4 separate regions of the Mus musculus genome follow, and regions 2, 3 and 4 are each linked to region 1. The links are chromatin contacts, called in public Hi-C and promoter capture Hi-C maps. All regions are on one chromosome and are shown on one strand. Each heading gives the region's core, a stretch centred on a gene start, on an enhancer-like site or on the middle of the called end of the contact. The rest is flanking DNA. Distances are from core to core; before and after follow the strand shown. Region 1 holds the start of Siae (sialic acid acetylesterase). Region 2 holds the start of Zfp202 (zinc finger protein 202). Region 3 holds the start of Srpr (signal recognition particle receptor ('docking protein')). Region 4 holds the start of 4933422A05Rik (RIKEN cDNA 4933422A05 gene).

Region 1 (2,887 bases), core at 267-2,766:
TAAACGCATAAATAAGAGCTAAGCAAAGAGAAGACTTGAGTTGGAAGAACAGAGTGAAGAAAATATTCCTTACATGGGCAACAATGTTGCAGTCCATAGGATGGGGAATGCCTTCCCAAGCCCTTCTGTGTTTGCCAACATTCAGTTATAGAAGCTCTTTGTGAATGGATTTATGGTGAGAAAAAAAAAATTTAGAGGTGGAAATTATCTTTATAATAAACGTGTTAATTGTGTTACTACCGATGAAGAGATATAACCTAACCACATTACCCATCAAGGGACTAGAGCACAAATAGATTAAGCAATTTTAAAGAATAATTAGAACAGCTATGAATTCAATGAATATCTCTTTAATGATACCTAGTACTTTACACATTGAGACTGCAACCCTGGAAGGAAAAATAATTCCAATAGTAGATAAAAATTCTTGCTGCCAAGGATCTTACAATCTACTAGGAGCTTACTCGTGTAGCAGAGTTCTTAAGAAAGAAGACAGTAATGTCCTTGACAGGCCTCAGAAGGTAGTTTATGACAGAATGAGAATCAACGTCATCTAATTCCAAAGGAATTGCAATTTCATTTTTGCTGTGAGGATAATGGTAATGGGACCACAAATTCCTAGCACTCCAGCCAAGAGCTTTATCACTGAGCTATATTCTCATCCCCCCCCCCAAATTTCATTTATTGACAGTCTATGGATGAGGTCCACTCTTTCAGTGATACAAAGAAAAGAAGGGTGGGTGGCTCCAGCAGTAACCTTTTACTTTAAGTGAATAGATTCCTATCTTTTGATATCTCCATGCAGAGGGCAATGTCCAGCTCAGGTTAGTCAGATGACAAGCTCTGACCTGCACAATGGCCAGTGTGAAATAGCTCCCTCTCCAGTGTGATGAGTCTTACCCCTCCACTAGTATCTCTTAGGCTGTATCAAAATTCAGAGCTGAACCTTAAATTATTCTGAGCTAGTGAGGGGGTTGTATTTCTTAGCCCTAATAACCACTTAGAAACTAGTAAAATTTAATTCCCTCAAGGCACCCATCCCGACAGAAGCCCTCCCCAAGGGCACTACTGAGGGGGCAGGTGTTGAAGTATTTTGGATGACTCAGACACCTGTTTCCAAATATTATCTAACTAAGCTTCGCCCCCTTCTCTTTGAGCTCTCCTCAAGGCTTCGGTCTGGGGACTCTGGAGCCTATTCCAATGGGTAAACCGAAGTCTCTCCCTGCCTCCTATGCTGCAAATGAGGTACCCTGCATGAAAAAGGCAGTAGATGGGCCCAACAGTACCTTGAGCCAGAACTAGGTGCGAAAAGTCCAGTTCTGACTCAAACCAGACCTTTAAAGGGGACGCATGCCATGATCCTGCAGAAGATCTGAAAGGCAAGGGTCCGGCACAGCTGTGACACCTCACCTGCACTTCTGCTGACTCGCGCGATTATGAGCAGCACTATCCCAAACACAGGCCCCGGGGAAACCATGTTTGTGAAGATCCTGATTAACCCGCCGAATTCAGGAAGAGCCCCTATGCGGGGGCGGGGACAGGGCAGAGGCGTGGTCTTGCGTAGTGGGCGGGGCCTGGGAGGGTCTACCTATCGGGCCCCACCCTCAAGCCTTCAGTACGCGAAACCATCAGCGGCGCGGCGCGGCGCGGCGCAGGGCGCTCCCCTCCCGGCCTCCGTAGTTAAAAAAAAAAGAAAAAAGAAAAAAGAAAAAAAAAAACGGTTACCCAGCAACGAGATAAAACACTGGAACCATCCGCACCAGCTTGAAGAGAAAGAAGAGGTGAGGCAGTTTCCCCCACTCCCTCTCCAATGTGGAGGCTTCGCCATTTTCCTTCGTGCCGTAGTCTCTCCGCATCTCCAATACTCCCGCAACTCCTGGACCAGACAGAGAGCCTGGCAAGCCCTTTCTCGGAGAATCTGGAACGCTAGGTCTTTGGCGTCCCGCCCACGGTTTGACCTGCTTCCCCTCGACAGCCTGTCCTCCCCCGCCCGGTTCAGGGCTTTACACAGCTCTCAAGATTCGATATCTAATCTGCTGTTTGTGGCCAAAAGAGAGAAAGGGAAGAGACTCCACAGGTTAGGCCTTGTTAAACCTCTAGTCCTCCAGCCTCGACCCCAACCAGCGCCGCCTTTGTGCTTCTTGGGGGAGGCAGAGGGAGCACACGCCCAGACCCGAAGCTCTCTTTTCTCAATAATCAAATCCTATGTCAGCCACCTTTAAGCCAGTCCTCGAATAATAAGATAAAAGAAGGCCTGAGAAAACCAGAAAATAAGATTCCCCAAACATCAAAAGCTGACTCCCAAATACACGACCTCCCCTTTCACAATCCCTCATCAGAAAGCAGAGGCACTTGAGAACATGCTTCAAAAGTTGGGGCTGAAAAACAAGTGAAACTATTCAACAAATTATAATAATTTCTAGAACGACTAGATTTTTGTTTGCTTGCTTGCTATTTGTTTGATTTTTGGGTTTTTGAGGCAGGGTTTCTCTGTTTAGCCCCTGGCTGTCCGGAAACTCACCCTGTAGACAAGGCTGACCTTGAACTCACAAAGACCCACCTACCCTTGCCTCCCAAGTACTGCACTTGAAATAGTTTCTTCTCAGCAATGTAAAGGGGATTGTTTATACCAGCTTCTCAGCAATCATTGTCTCTTCAATACTGTGGGCTTGCAACATCTACCCTCACCTCTTAAGGACAGAAAAACAAAGTACTTAATCTAGTGAAAACTGTGGTTCTCTAACTTTGAAAATATGTATTTGTCTAATTTAATGGATCTGGATTTATGATACTATAATTCACAAAGCATAGTGTTTATCCACCAGGCTGGCTCTAATCGCCGCACTTGGGAGACAGAGGCAGGTAGATCTCTGAGTTAGAGGGCAGC
Region 2 (2,887 bases), core at 267-2,766, 2.6 Mb before region 1:
CAGAAAAGCACAAACTTATCCAGCAACGCTGACATTCAGGCAGGAGAGGAAAATAAAACAGAAAGCCTAGGGTTGTTTTATGCCTGTGTTGAGTGGTATAGTCACCACACCTGTATATTCTGAAACGACAGGAGTCCCTCAATAGTGATGTAGGTCTTGCAGTGGCCTTGGAATGACTGTCTCCTGCAATTATACAGGTAGAATGCAAAGGGTGTGTACATAGGAGACAGGAGGAAAGGTCAGCAGCTGTCTTAGAAGAAAAATGTACTGCCTTCCTCCTAACCCTTTTATGTTAGGCAGCAATAGCAGAAAGTGACTCAAGATATTTGATGGCCTCCAAATATCCCACTGTCACTTGCTTCTCCTAGCAAGCTTCTCACAGCCATCCTGACACTTCATTGAAACTGTTTTCTGGATTAAGGTCCATGGGGCTGCTTCAAAGAAAAAGCTGCACAGAGAGATGCCTTGTGACTTCGTTGCCCCAAGCTTTCCCTACTGCCTTTCACCTGTAGACTATGGACAGAATAACCTGACAGCAAAACCCTAGATGTGGCACTCCTAACCACGACCAAGACGATAAGCTGGACCTAGAGATCTCCCTTTGGGGAGTTCTGCACAGAGAAAAGACAGCGCTATCCATGTGTAGAATACGAGACAGCCACAGCCCAGGGGAAAGTGTGTGAGAGGACCAGGTCGGCCATGGAATAAAAAACTAGCAAACTTTCAGTCCACTATGGAAAGTCCCGCAGATGGTGAGATGAGCTGGAGAAGAGGTCCCCGAGCTGGTTGTCAGGGGTAGGAAGAAAGAAGTTCAGACAGTGCAGACAGTAGCCTCTAGCTCTACAGGGAAGTTCTGAGCCTGTCACTAAGCCAGGTGAGAGCCACACGCTAGACGGCCAAGGACTGGCAAGGATCACAGGTGATAAGATCGCATGTGAAGGGGGCGGGGTTCGCTGGGAAGGAGGGAAGGCAAAACCTGCAGGGAGGGCTCTGGAGCAATGTGCGATGCAGAGTGAAAAGTCTGAAGAGAGGGGAAGGTGGGCGTCAAGGGGCCTAGGCTACACCCCACTGGCTTCTAGCGCACCGGAGCGGTTGGTATGGACGCAATCCGAGGGGCACAGTGCATGTCCGCAGGCCCCCAGAGGGGGCGGAAGGAGGTGGCTGGGCAGAGAAGCCTGGAGTGCCACCCTTGTCTCCGGACGTCCCGGCTCTGGCCGCGAGGAGGTGACATGGTTACAACGCCCAGGCCGCGGGGACCCCGCCGCCACCCCTTCCCTGGCAGGCGCTGTCCCCCGGCGCCGGGGGGGCGGGGTCTGCTGCCCCTCCCAATGCTCCTGCCCTTCCCTCCCCGCCCGCTGCGGTGCCCGCTCGCCGGCCAGGTCCCCGACACTCACGTCTCCCGCGGCTCCGGCGGCTCCTCCCCTGCCCGGTGCTCCCCCACCCACTCCCGGCCGAAAGAGCCGAGCGGGATCCGAGTCGCGCGGGGCCCAGCGGGTCGGAACACGTGGGTCCTCTGCGCCCGGAACCGGAAGCGACCACTCGCCCCACCTCCAAGGGGTGCTGGAGCCTGTCTAGGCTGTAGGAGGTTTGGTCCACTCGTTGTGTTCCTGTTGGTCGAAGCCTGGGGCTTCTCCAGTGAGACCCATGCCGGGAAGCATTCCCTGGACTGCTGCCCTCTATGGCCAGTCCCCTTTGCGGCAAACCCATCACCTTCCTAGGCGTGGTATTCATTGTCCACTTCCTACAGGGTTTTGTTTTCATCTTTCATGTTGGTTTTGGTATCTACATCTCCACAAGAGAATCCCCTCCTTCCCACGCAGTTTTCTTTTCCTTCAAGCATGGAAGAATAAAAAAAGAAAGGTTTAGATTTGAATGCTGGCTCCTTCATGCACAGCTGTTGCCGGGCCGCCAGAACATCTGCCTGTCAACTCTGTCCGTCTTGAAAAAACACAAACTGTTGGTCTTAGAACTAAAAACTGGAAGGTAGACTGAAGCTCAGTAAGGAAATGGTGGTGTTGTCTATTAACCTTTGTGTGCTATTTTGGTGCCTCTTTGCCACTGTCTTCCCTGATCTAAGTTGTTCATTTTTGTCTTTGTCCCTAACACTTCTATAGTCCATCTTGCCCTGAATGTCACATGGTGACATGTGCAAGTCTTCTCCTTTCAGCCATTTCTTGAAAACCGTTTCCGTTCATGGGACAAACTGCTCGAGACTGCTTAGCATACTTTGAACTGGACATGTTAATTGCTTTTGCTAGAGAGGCAGCTGTGTTCTGCAGAGGGTGTTACAACACCCTTGATCAAAGCTTTGTTGAAGCCCCAACTGGAAGACTGTTCTTCGGTCAAAGGAGTGGATGGAGTCTACCTCTAGCCTGGCTGAAGACCGAGCAATCGTGAGATTTAATCCAGTTGTGCCCAGCCAATCACCTGACCACCCCACCAGAATGCAAGTTCACTTAATACCGTGGTAAAAGACATGGGAGTTGGTGACGGTATCCCTTTAATGAGATAGATAATGTACTTTTTCAGAAACCTGATTCTGTTCAGTTCAGGCAGTCAGTGCCAGAATGGGCAGGTCTGTCTGCCCTTCTGAGTCCTGACTAAGGTATACTTTTCCCCTCCTCCTCCTCTTCCTCTTCCTGTTCCTCTTCCCCCTCCTCCTCCCCTTCGTTTTTTTTTTTTTTTTTTTTTTTTTTTTTTTTTTTTTAAATCTTTATCTGAGGACACTGGACAGAGCCAAAGTATGCTTTTTCTGTTACTTGGAGCCTTTCTATTATTTTCTGAAGTATCCCTCCCTCTGCTGCACTATGTGACTGCTTACAATGACAGGTTTGTTTTCTTCCTCTTGTCCATTTTCTTTTTCTAGGCAGGGGCTGAAACTGAAATT
Region 3 (2,887 bases), core at 271-2,770, 2.4 Mb after region 1:
TCACTAAAGAGAAAAGAGACTAGTTGGTCTTTCTACCCATACAAGAGGACAACTCTGACTTAAGAAAAAGATCCCACATATCAAAAGGACTATAAGAAACAAGCTACAAAATGTGACTGGTTTGAACCCATGTAAATATTGATGCGCCACCGACAGGCAGGCACTCTTAAATCATGAAAATTTTCCCTTTGAACGGAGGAAAGCCTCTCACCGAAGGAGCCGCAGGAAGTCATTTTGGAAATCAAATGTGCCATTCAATAGACTTAAAGCACTCTGTTGTTGGATCTCTGTGCGATACTTATCCCGGAACAGTCGGTGCACATCATCTATCAACTTGTCTACATAGGTCAGCGTGAGGATCTTCTGAAAGCCAACCTGTTTATGGAAGGAGACGGAGCCAATAGATCTCCTTACATGCCAGCCCAGAATGGAAGGAAGCCAACTCAACCCAAGCCTCCAGAGATAGGTTTCCTGCCCCGGGAGAGCCAAGCTTACAATCTTACCCAGAAGTCGCTTGCTTTCTCCCCTCCACATTCCTAACTTTTTTCTATCACTTTATCACATACACAATACCCACAATTAATTAGGTTCATCAGTGGGGATGCTGTTGAGAACATAACTTGTCTTTCTAACATACCCCCACTTACCACAAACACCAGCTCAAACTGGTTGTCCAGTTTATACTTGAGTGTGAGAGCCTCATGAGTGAAAGAGTTGTTACCGCCCCGTTCCTGGAAAAAGAGCGTTTCAGCAGTCAGGCTACATCCACAGCAAAACCAGACTTTGGACTACGTTTGGGAAATAACCAGATATAATCCTGCCCTCAACAAGGGAGTTCTGGGACATTTCTAGCACCCCGTGAGAAAAAAAGACAGACAGACAGACACCAGGTAAGGACAAGGGGTAAAGCTGGGACAGGAGACAGGACACGTGGGAGCCAGGAAGTAAACAGTCATATATAAACAATCAGATCTTCTAGCAGCTGTGAACCATCTACTGTTCCTGAAAGGTGTTCTCGCATCCACAGTTTCACCCAACGTCAAAACAGCAGAAAACCACGCTGCTCGGATGAGTGGAGAGGGAGTTCGAGTCCATTAGGACGCCAGAACGTGGCTAGAGCCCCGGAAACGGGAGGAGTGGGGGGCGTCGCAAAGTTTCGGGATACTGTGATCCAGGCAAGGAAGTCGATCCTGGGTGGCCGGTAACCGACCAGTTTGAGGAGATCAGAACGGAAAGTGCGGAGTGACTACTGGAAAGGGGACCACAGTCTGGGTCTGAGGGACGACAGCCCGGAGTTCTGCCCCGCGGGGGTGGTACCTGCAGCAGTACGGAACGAATCAACGCGTTGACGGGCCCGGTGCACGAGTCGCTCACGCCCTGGAAACACCAGAGCACAAGCCCGCCCTTCGAGAAGATGGTGAAGAAGTCAAGCATGACGGAAGCGGGAGAAGACTTGAGGCCGAGACCGGGGCCGGGAACTCGGGCCGCGTCCGCCGCCGCCGCTTCCTGCTGCGCCAAGCGCGGGACACGTCACACCAGCAGCCCCCGGAAACCGGTTCAGCCGCACTTCCGCTACGAGCCTCCGTGGTCCCGCCCCTTTCCCGCTCAGGGCGCGCGAGATGACGTAGACTCAAGCCTGACCAATAGCACACAGGGGCGGGACTCCAGAGGCGATAGCTCCCCTATAGCGTGGAGGGGTGGAGCCTGAAGAGCACTGCCGGCTAATCGGCGCGTTCGTGTCTATTCCCCGTGGCGCGGACCGATGACAGGAAGGACAGAGTCGGCTTGAGGGGAACCCACCTCAAGCTGAAAGAAGCCGGGCTCTAAGGCCATGTTTCGCAGAGCGCTGCGTCTTGGCTTGGGCCCGGGCCTCCCATACCGGGGGCTACGCACACGCAAAGGAGGCTTTACTCTGGGTAAAGCTGAGGGCAGCAGTGGTTCTGGGGAGCCCAAACCCTCCATAGATGTGACCTTCAAGGTTCGACCCCCTGCCTCGTGCGGGCGGGACAGCGAGTTAGCTGGGGGAAGGGGTAGGCTTGCCTACTAAAGGTCAAAGAGCCGAGGCAAGTGTATGGCTCTCAAGGAGGCACTTCCCAGTGGACAATGCCATATAAATGGAAGCTTGCTGGCGATGATGGATAAGGATAAGAAACCATTACAAAGGTGCCCGGCTTTAGAAGGCTGTGCAGTATGAAGTATACTAGGGACTCGTTCCCTGGGCCTGGCATATCTGAGAATGGGGTTCAGGAGGGAGAGAGATCTGCAAGAGCTAAATAATGTGAGTCACATCTCGCTTGATGGGGAAACAGAAAGTAATTTCAGGAAGTTGAATCTTCCAGTGTTAGAGATCCATGATATTGGGGCCTGGTGGGACAAAGACCAAACAACAAAGTTCTAACAATACTGCTGCATATGAGTTGATCTTATGAGAAAGGATGACATTGGAGGTGTGGCAATCCAAATGCCTATTTCAGCCCCCCTTTTCCTGTACCCATCCTCCAACCCCCAACCACGCAGAAAAGAACATAAGTCATCTAACTGTAACTATGTCCTGCAGACTGGGATGCAAAGGTGTCTGACTTTAAGAAGAAGGTTGATTCCATCCTGCCTGGAAAGAAATATGAAGTGCTGTATGACACCAGCCACCTGCCCCCAGAACAGGCGGATGTGGTCATCATAGGAGGTGGGATTCTTGGTCTGTCTGTGGCCTTTTGGCTGAAGAAGCTGGAGAGTAGAAGAGGTGCCATTCGGGTGCTGGTGGTGGAGCAGGACCACACGGTGAGGTCAGGGAGTAAGGGCAGTCATCTTATTGAGGACACAGACTGTGGCATTGAGGGCAGGGACTGTGCTTTGGACTTTGGAGCTTAAGAAATAGTTCCAGGCTCTT
Region 4 (2,887 bases), core at 247-2,746, 2.3 Mb after region 1:
TACACTGTCATCATAAAATGAAATCTTGCCCCATGACGTTGTTTATAATTCAATCCACTGTAACCTTCAAACAAAACGAAAGAAAATTTTGTCACAACAACACCACGAGGTAATAAGATTCTCCCCACAAGTGGCTTTAGGACGATCAGCTGCCTGGCTAGACTCCCTCTTTACCCCATACATGGAAATGAGCTCAAAAGGTCTGGGAGACTTACAAGTGCTGATGGTAGACAGTCTCAAAGCTTTAAGGACAAGTATCTATGGTTTGTGTTAGTTAGTAGTTGCTGAGAAAAAGAAGAGTTGACAAAATAAACTCATCCACACAGGAACACCTTCATATTACAAGGTGTGGTGGTTTGAAGATGCTTGGCCCAGGGAGTGGCAGCCACTATTAGGCATGGCCTTGTTGGAGGAAGTGTAGGGGTGGGCTTTGAGACCCTCATCCTTGCTGCTTGGAAGACAATCTGATGCTTTCTAGGAGTGGTGGATCTGAAGGAGAAGGGAGGTGGGATGGAGGGACTGGGAGGAGAAGAGGAAGGGGAAACTATGGCTGAGATGTTATATATGAGAGAAGAGTAAGAAAAAAGGATATGAGAGTGGAAAGACAGAACTGTTGGGAGTGAGAAGTAAATAAAAGAAGGGGATGCTGGGAGAACATGATCAAAATATCTTACATTCATGTATGAAATGAATAAATTTAAAATATTGTAAAATAAAAGAAAGGATGAAGCTTCCTGTCCCGGCCGCCATCGGAGAGCAGCAGCCATGGCTCTGTGCTACCCCATGGCCGTGGGCCTCAACAAGGGCCACAAGGTGACAAAAAATGTCAGTAAGCCGAGACACAGCCGGCGACGTGGGCGCCCCACCATACACACCAAGTTCGTGCAGGACATGATCCGGGAGGTGTGCGGCTTCGCGCCCTACAAGCGGCGAGCCATGGAGTTGCTCAAAGTGTCCAAGGACAAGCGCGCACTCAAGTTCATCAAGAAGAGAGTGGGCACGCACATCCGCGCCAAGAGAAAGCGGGAGGAGCTGAGCAACGTGCTGGCAGCCATGAGGAAGTTGGCGGCCAAGAAGAATTGATGAGCCCTCCCCCAATAAAAGATGGTTCCTACAAAAAAAAAAAAAAAAAAAAGATGAAAAGGGGGAAAGCAGGGCTGAAGAGATGGCTCGGTGATTAAGAGTACTGATTGTTGTTCCAGAGGTCCTGAGTTCAATTCCCAGAAACCATAGGGTGGCTCACTACCATCTATAATCATTGCTGGTGAGAATATATATTAGTGCATTCAGAGTGGAAATCAAATCAACATGGATGTTCCTCAAAAAAAAAAAAAAAAATAGGGTGCTGGAAAGATACCCAAGGGTTAAGAGCATTAGCTGTCCTTCTACATGACCTAGGTTCAATTCCAGTCTGCATGTGAGAGACCAAATCGTTTGGGTTCAGACTCCATCTTAGAAAACCTAACCTAAGGTTGAACGTGAGTTATTAACCAACTGGCACCTAGCACCAGTTTCCAGGTTACCAGATTCCAACCCCACCCCCACCCCCTTCCACAAGACCTGTGCCTAGTACCAGTTTCCAAGTTATTCCCCAACAAATCTGTTTCTCCAGATTAAAAGCCTGCCCCTAACAAACACCTCACTTCTTAGCAACCACCAAACAGGAAGAAAACAGAAGTTAAGTTTATGATTTGGTTCCCAGTACCAGCCAATTATGTTAAAGGTTATAATGGCTCCCCAGTCAGATAGTCCCTTCTTGCTTCTATCATGCTTGCCTAAAACTAGGCTCAGGGCTCCACCTTCCTACTGTGCAAGGGATGCCTGGGAGCCCAAGCTCCAGCTTGAATAAGGAGACGCTAATGCAACTGCATTGGATTCAGCTCCTTGGTGATCTTTCGGGGGTTCACAAATGTTTCCTGGCATACATAACACATGATGTGAGAGAGCTATAGCGGAGCTTCAAGAGCATCATGCCCATGGCAGAGACACATGGGGATCTAGAGCTCAGAGAAACCAAGGAAAAAGACCAACTGTCATCAGCACACAGGAGGAGGGTGCCAAGCTCACCTGGATCTGCAGGTGAAAGTGGAGCTCAGCAGGGTGTCTGCCCAGAACCCTTCTAAAAGCCTGGATGTCAATCAAATGAGAAGGCATAGAAGGAGCTCTTGAAGCCCTGAGCAGGAGACCCAGTTATCAGATGTAAAGACACATGTAGTTTGAAGGCTGAAAATGGATTTGTGGGCTTAGGTAGAACATTCCCAGGCTGAAAAAAATCCCACATACCCAAGAGGCAAGTTACTGCTCTCAGAGTGGGCTTCGGGTGAGCCACCTGCCCCTCCAGACTCTGCAGTACTTCTCAGAGGCACAGATACATATCTCATAGAAGGCTAACAACAAAGCTGTACTTGGGCAGCTTTTTGGCATTTCCCATCACAAGTTCTCATTTTTAAATTATGTGCATGTATGACTTTAAGGGGGAAGAAAAGAGGGGGACACCATCTTCACACACTAGTTACATGATGTAACTGCTGTTGATCAACATTCTAACCCGGTGAAGTTCATGTTAGGCATGGCACAGGTTCCTCCAGTTTCTCAAACCATGCTAACAGATCCTCTTACTGTATCTGTGACAATTACAGATGTCACCTTATACAGCAAGACCCACTGCTTAAGCAGGCCAACCCAGCAAGGATCTGATAAATATTTAAACCCTTTCTAAGGTATAAGAGAACACAGAAAAGGGACTTCGTTGTTTTCCCTGCCTCAAACACTGCTGTGAAGAGAAGCTCCAACAGGGAAGTCCAGTTCTCTCTAGAAGATAGGCACAGCCTTGGTATGCCCTACATCCAGGCTGGCCTTTGGGCTGCTGCCTGGCTCCTGGGAGGTA

What was found. Promoter capture Hi-C pulls out the DNA fragments that hold promoters and counts their contacts. A called contact is a pair of places that touch in the nucleus more often than the background predicts. Capture Hi-C pulls out chosen DNA fragments and counts their contacts.
Region 2: a contact with region 1 is called in a promoter capture Hi-C map of embryonic stem cells, with 5 times the contacts expected there. The contact joins the promoter of Zfp202 here to the promoter of Siae in region 1. A contact is called at or near these places in 5 of 39 promoter capture datasets (the HPC-7 cell line, cranial neural crest, embryonic stem cells and 2 more) and 1 of 115 datasets of contacts at active chromatin or transcription factors (astrocytes).
Region 3: a contact with region 1 is called in a Hi-C map of B cells, with 7 read pairs. The contact joins the promoter of Srpr here to the promoter of Siae in region 1. A contact is called at or near these places in 3 of 39 promoter capture datasets (cranial neural crest, liver and pre-B cells), 1 of 484 Hi-C or Micro-C datasets (B cells) and 1 of 9 other capture datasets (liver).
Region 4: a contact with region 1 is called in a promoter capture Hi-C map of liver, with 5 times the contacts expected there. The contact joins the promoter of 4933422A05Rik here to the promoter of Siae in region 1.

Annotation. Positions count from the first base shown.
Region 1 is chr9:37,612,450-37,615,336 of GRCm38.p6, reverse strand. Siae (sialic acid acetylesterase) reads right to left here and starts at 1,516. Exons shown (of 10, transcript NM_011734.4): 1 at 1,411-1,516. The coding sequence starts at 1,477. It overlaps Spa17 (sperm autoantigenic protein 17), which reads left to right and starts at 1,617. Exons shown (of 5, transcript NM_011449.2): 1 at 1,617-1,781.
Region 2 is chr9:40,190,945-40,193,831 of GRCm38.p6, reverse strand. Zfp202 (zinc finger protein 202) reads right to left here and starts at 1,516. Exons shown (of 7, transcript NM_030713.2): 1 at 1,395-1,516.
Region 3 is chr9:35,209,836-35,212,722 of GRCm38.p6, reverse strand. Srpr (signal recognition particle receptor ('docking protein')) reads right to left here and starts at 1,520. Exons shown (of 14, transcript NM_026130.1): 1 at 1,318-1,520; 2 at 648-731; 3 at 212-375; 4 at 1-3. The coding sequence starts at 1,434. Foxred1 (FAD-dependent oxidoreductase domain containing 1) reads left to right here and starts at 1,668. Exons shown (of 11, transcript NM_001291448.1): 1 at 1,668-1,916; 2 at 2,558-2,778. The coding sequence starts at 1,832.
Region 4 is chr9:35,279,714-35,282,600 of GRCm38.p6, reverse strand. It overlaps 4933422A05Rik (RIKEN cDNA 4933422A05 gene), which reads right to left and starts at 1,496. Exons shown (of 5, transcript NR_040715.1): 1 at 1,395-1,496; 2 at 4-64. It also overlaps the pseudogene Gm5614.